2 separate regions of the Xenopus laevis genome follow, and region 1 is linked to region 2. The links are chromatin contacts, called in public Hi-C maps. All regions are on one chromosome and are shown on one strand. Each heading gives the region's core, a stretch centred on a gene start, on an enhancer-like site or on the middle of the called end of the contact. The rest is flanking DNA. Distances are from core to core; before and after follow the strand shown.

Region 1 (2,700 bases), core at 110-2,609, 40 kb before region 2:
CGATTATACTGATATTGGGGATCCTGACCAAGATTTAGGCAAATAGGTAATTATGAGTCCTACTGTGAAAAAGCAGTGCATGGCAAGAGCAGTTATTATTATTAGCTCACTACTAACTGTTTGGTCACACTGTTGCTTTTTACCAGTAATTTTGGACTCATTTTAGATCCTCTCTTACCCAGTATGTGTGTATATGTGTATATGTGTGTGTGTGTATATATATATATATATATATATATATATATATATATATATATATATATATATATATATATATATATATATATATATATATAAATATATAACGAAATCGTAGATGATACCCGCACTCCTTCACATTTGTATACAGTGAAGTTGATCTAATCTTTCCCAGCTCTGGCCCCATGTGCGTCAGTGCTTTAGGAAACCTCACAATATCCTGCTGATTAATCACCGGGAGGCAAGGCCACAGCATTCCAGTCAGTCACTCTTAAAATGGCAATGCCAGAGAGGGAGGACAAAAGCAATCTATACCCGCCTGCGCAATTGGGGGCTATTTTTATCTGCTTGGTGGGATGGGGGAAAATTTCCCGTGTGACCTGGTTAAAAAAACACCAACCAATTATATTCCCAGATGCAGCTGAAATGGTTACATAAAAGAAAGGGAGGAATGATACAACACCATAAAAGTAAGAGACAACATTGCAACTAAAGAATTTGGGAGTAGCTATATAACTGATGATCCCATAGCAACATAAAAGCAAAAAGCTGTTACATTAATTACAGGTGAATTAAAGAAATCCTTATGTAGGGGCATCTGTTTTATGACTTAGCATTTTGTTGCATGTATGGATATAGCTGAATAGCTGATGCATGAATTATTCTTTAGTTATGTAGGGGCCCAGGGCAAAGGAGATAGTCTCCCTTCAAATATGACTATACCACAACGTCCAGTATGCCCCTAGCGTTTCTGGTTGTTGACAGATGTTGAACGTTGCAGTTGAACAACAGAAGGGAAAACAGGCTAAGCAAGTAATACTGTTCCCTTATCACCTAACTATTTGAGCTAAGGAAGAGCCGCAGAATCACTTCTCAGATGCGGTTGCCCACGCTGCTATAGGCCATGCTTGTATAGTAAACATAGGAAACATACTGCATTTGTTGTCACTGTTTCCCCATACTCTCGCACCTACCATTATACACCATTTTTTTATACAAAAGCTGCAAATGTGCAAAAGTGATTTTAACTGAAACCTTCATACTGCCAAGCACTCTCTTCTCAGAAAAGTGCAGCCTCATTCATGATTTCGCAACACTACAGGACCCACAGCACTAAAGATAAAGGAAACGTCAGAGGGCAGGATTCAAACCTGTGACCTCCTGACTCACCAGCAGCTGCTTGTACATACAGGCAGAATGGGGCTGGGGCAAAGAATTGCTGTAGGAGGCCTAGCTGCATTCTATACTTCCCTAGGACAAAGCATGTGACTGACAGATAGGGGGGGTTTCACTAAAATTCTAATTAATCTAATGTTATTATTAACGACCTAACGCCCATCCACAAATTTAACTAATTTATCAATTCTTCTTCAAAAAATTGTGACTTTATCAACTTGTCGCTGCAACAACTTGAATTTATCAGATTATCAGAAGAAAACCAGTGTGGATCACTTTTACATAACCTTTAGCAGCTTTGAGGTATAATAAATCTCCAAGTTTTTCACTTAAAAAACTAAACCAGAATAATTTAAGGCTTAATAAATAGGCCCCTAACCGTTTACATCTAAGTACAATTAACTACCTGTATGCCAAGGACCGGGACATGCTGCACATACTAACAAATGATGTAAAGCTTGCTCATTATTCAACAGGGCAAACATTTATGTATTACTATGCCACTATAAAATAAGCAACTGCTAAAACACAAATTATCTATTAGCCTTTAGCAGGGCCGGAACTAGGGGTAGGCTGATATAGGTACGTGCCTAGGGCACAAAGCTGGAGGAGGGGGCGCCAGGCACATACCATCTCTGCTTCCTACCTCTAGTCCAGTCCCCTTTCGACTCACTCGCATTGCCAGCTGTGAGGAACTGTGTGGGTGTGAGCTGCAATTTGAACGTGCACACTCTTATTCAGCGCCTGGCTGTCCTGGCCCAAGCTGGCCTTTAGTGGCCAAATCAATGAAAAATACAGGCCAAGTCACCAGAGGTGTTTCACCGGCACTGTTCCGACATCAATCTACTACTTCCACCCCAAATCACTCTGCATTGACAGGCATGGCATTGGTCTGTTAATGTACAGACAGGGTGGATTTCAATGCTAAAATGCATTTTTTTCAGTTTCCACACTGTAATCTGAAATTACATTAGCATATAGTTTGGTGTATACTGCAGATTTATACCTACTGTGATAAACTGCCCCTAGCGTGTACCGAATACACACCCACATATGAATGTTTGTGATCTCAACTTCAAATAGAACAAGGAGTTAATGCTTCTTCAGTCAGGAAGACAAGTGAAGAACACAAGAACATTTTATTTATTTTTGTCATGGTTTCCCAGCTGTGTGTTTGTTTGGGATTCCAGTATGGAGTTAACCAATGGAGTGAAGTGAGGCTGCACAGCCACTGTAGCACCCATTATCCACGTTTAGGCACGTTAGCTTATTGTAAACACACTCACACATGATTATTATTATTATTATCCTTTGCTTTTATAGTGC
Region 2 (2,700 bases), core at 62-2,561:
GGAACCGATTGTTGAAGTTGGGCCGCATTCATATCCATCCTGGGCCGCAGGTAGGGTTGCCACCTTTTCTGGAAAAAAATACTGTCCTTCCTATATATTTATCTTTTTTTCCTATTAATAACATTGGGATCAGCCATAAAAAAAAATACCGGCCAGGTGGAAACCCTAGCCGCAGGTTGGACACCCGTCTTAACCAGTCAGGTGCATTCATATGTGGAAGTGGTCTATTCTGAAGGGGCGTGGCCTAGCAGGAATTCCAGCGGCTACACTTTTCCCATTGCAATTTCCTTTCTTATTAACGCTTGAGACAAACATCACCGTTGATGTTGCCCATAGAAACCAATCAGATCTTTTCTTTGGTTTTCTAACTTGTAGGTGATTGTTCAAATTTGTTGCAACGGGCATCATCAACAGTGATGTTTGTTTCCAATATAAATAAATACTCCAGTTCGTCTCCCCCCAGTTTTATTTCGAATAAGTTTTAGAATAACAGAATATACTGGCAGGAAGCGTGTTGGTCAGTGGCGATCATATCGAAGCAGGAGGCCAAAAGGCTGTAGCAATGCCACTGTGGAACAGCTAGTGAGTCTCTGCCTATCCCTCCCAATACAGGTAGCTTCTAGCTGCTCTCAAGCAGTGCCGCCTTCAGGCTCAACCAACCCAAAGCAGTAAGCCAGCTAACCAGTGTACATGCCCAGTCTCTGCCATGCTGTCAGGCTCTATAAGTGAACACACTGGTTAATGATTAGCTTGCTGTATTAGAGCACGCATGGCTTAGCAATGTACACATACACCGTGCCAATGAATCTGGCTCATATCCAGCCCCTGCCCTAGCGCAGCAATGTATCCTAGCACCATTGTTAGCTAACTACGCTCTGTCACAGAAGCCCTCCGCCCACATATCCGCATTCATTCTCGTGTCCGCCTTACATGGGACAGGGTCCTGTTATCGCTTTTAAGAGACCATCCTACCGATAACTAGTAGGCAACCTTTTCACGTCAGTCCTTATTAACTAAGCGTCAGTCATTCCTGCCTTCAGTCTCTCTGTGACAGACACTGTCACGGCCATATGGATCTCCTTTATAACACACAGCCCTAAGGCAAACACCGCTAGGCAGTCTCATTCTCACAGACTCCACTAACACCTGTCACTCTCCGTGGGACTGTCTCCCGGAGTAAGCGCACGTCCCTAGCGTTATACAGACAGACAGACTCAACGCCTCACCGTATGTCTCAGACATGTTTCTCTTTTAGGCCCCTCTCCTACTCCACCGGCCCCAGGGCCCGGTCTCTCTGATTCTTCTCCTTCCTCAATGAAACCTCGGGAAATAAAATATGGCCGCCAAAGCTTCACGGACAGCTTCTGCCCAAACTTTGCGTGCTGATGCAATGAACGTAATGTGTCGAAACCTGAAGCAGCGCGTAACATGAAGCCTAATATTGCATAACTGTAGTGAACGTGTGACGCAGTGACGCCCTCTGCGTAAAGATATAGCACGCCCACTCCAAAACTATTATAAAACTAGCGAACGGTTTTATGTGTTATCATGGAAGAGGTGAATGTAGCCTTAAAGGAATAGTTCAGTGTGAAAATAAAAACTGTGTAAATAGATAGGCTGTGCAAAATAAAAAATGTTTCTAATATAGTTAGTTAGCCAAAAATGTAATATATAAAGGCTGGAGTGAACAGATGTCTAATAAAACAGCCAGTATCCAACTTCCTGCTTTTCAGCTCTATAACTCTGAGTTAGTCAGCGACTTGAAGGGGGGCCACATGGTACATTTCTGTTCAGTGAGTTTGTAATTGATCCTCAGCATTCAGCTCAGATTCAAAAGCAACAGATATGATCCATGTGGCCCCCCCTCAAGTCTCTGATTGGTTACTGCCTGGTAGCCAGGGTAACCAGCCAGTGTAAACCAAGAGAGCTGAAAAGCAGGAAGTTGGGTTCTGACTGACAAGTTACACATCCAGTCACTCCAGCCTTTATACATTACATTTTTGGCTAACTAACTATATGAGAAACATTTTTTATTTTGCACAGCCTGTCTATTTACACAGTTTTTATTTTCACACTGAACAATTCCTTTAATGGTATTAGGTCCTAAAGTGTAACCAATCAGCAATTTTATTAACTATATCCGTAATGAATGGGCCCCGTAAGTTAGCCCCAATGATAACCCACTGATCTCCTGGCTGCCACTGGGTCCTTCCAACAAGTAAAATAAGGCCCAATAAAATAAAACATTGTCCTTTGCATGGTACATTTCCATCTTCTCTACCATGGGAGCCATGACTGCAGTTCCCCATGTAGTACATATAACTCCCTTGTACTGTTATCTAAATGTAATATTGGATTGGTAAATATTTGTGGGGTAAAATGACTTGTGGCCAATCCTCAGTGTTCTGCTGCTCCATGTGGTGTCAGAACCCCCTTTTTATTGCCCACTACTTTCACATGTGCCTCTTCTGGCCAAAATCCATGCCATGGGCACAAAGACAGGTGAATCTCAGTCATGCCTATCACTACACTAAACCTTATAACCGGTCATGGGCCGTACAATTGTTTTCTTTGCTGGCAGAGAAAAAGCCATGTGTGACATTATTCTAAAATGAATGTAAATCTGGAGATTCTGGCAAGTTCTAGAGGGACTACTGTAAGATAACAAAGGGGGTACCATTGGGGCATACTTCCCAACAT

Evidence for each region. Hi-C and Micro-C count contacts between places; a contact is called where the count stands out from the background.
Region 1: a Hi-C map of the XTC cell line shows a contact between it and region 2, with 2.8 times the contacts expected there. The contact joins the enhancer-like site here to the promoter of rab4b.L in region 2. A contact is called at or near these places in 2 of 4 Hi-C or Micro-C datasets (the XL177 cell line and the XTC cell line).

What each region holds. Positions count from the first base shown.
Region 1 is chr8L:70,160,705-70,163,404 of Xenopus_laevis_v10.1, reverse strand. All of the region lies in intron 1 of egln2.L (egl-9 family hypoxia-inducible factor 2 L homeolog), which reads right to left. Among protein-coding and RNA genes, the nearest start is that of egln2.L, 8.8 kb to the right of the region's middle. Within about 2 kb of position 1,359, at least 1 of the 7 cell types and tissues checked has an H3K27ac peak or open chromatin away from gene starts, as enhancers often do.
Region 2 is chr8L:70,120,362-70,123,061 of Xenopus_laevis_v10.1, reverse strand. rab4b.L (RAB4B member RAS oncogene family L homeolog) reads right to left here and starts at 1,311. Exons shown (of 9, transcript NM_001093539.1): 1 at 1,227-1,311. The coding sequence starts at 1,242.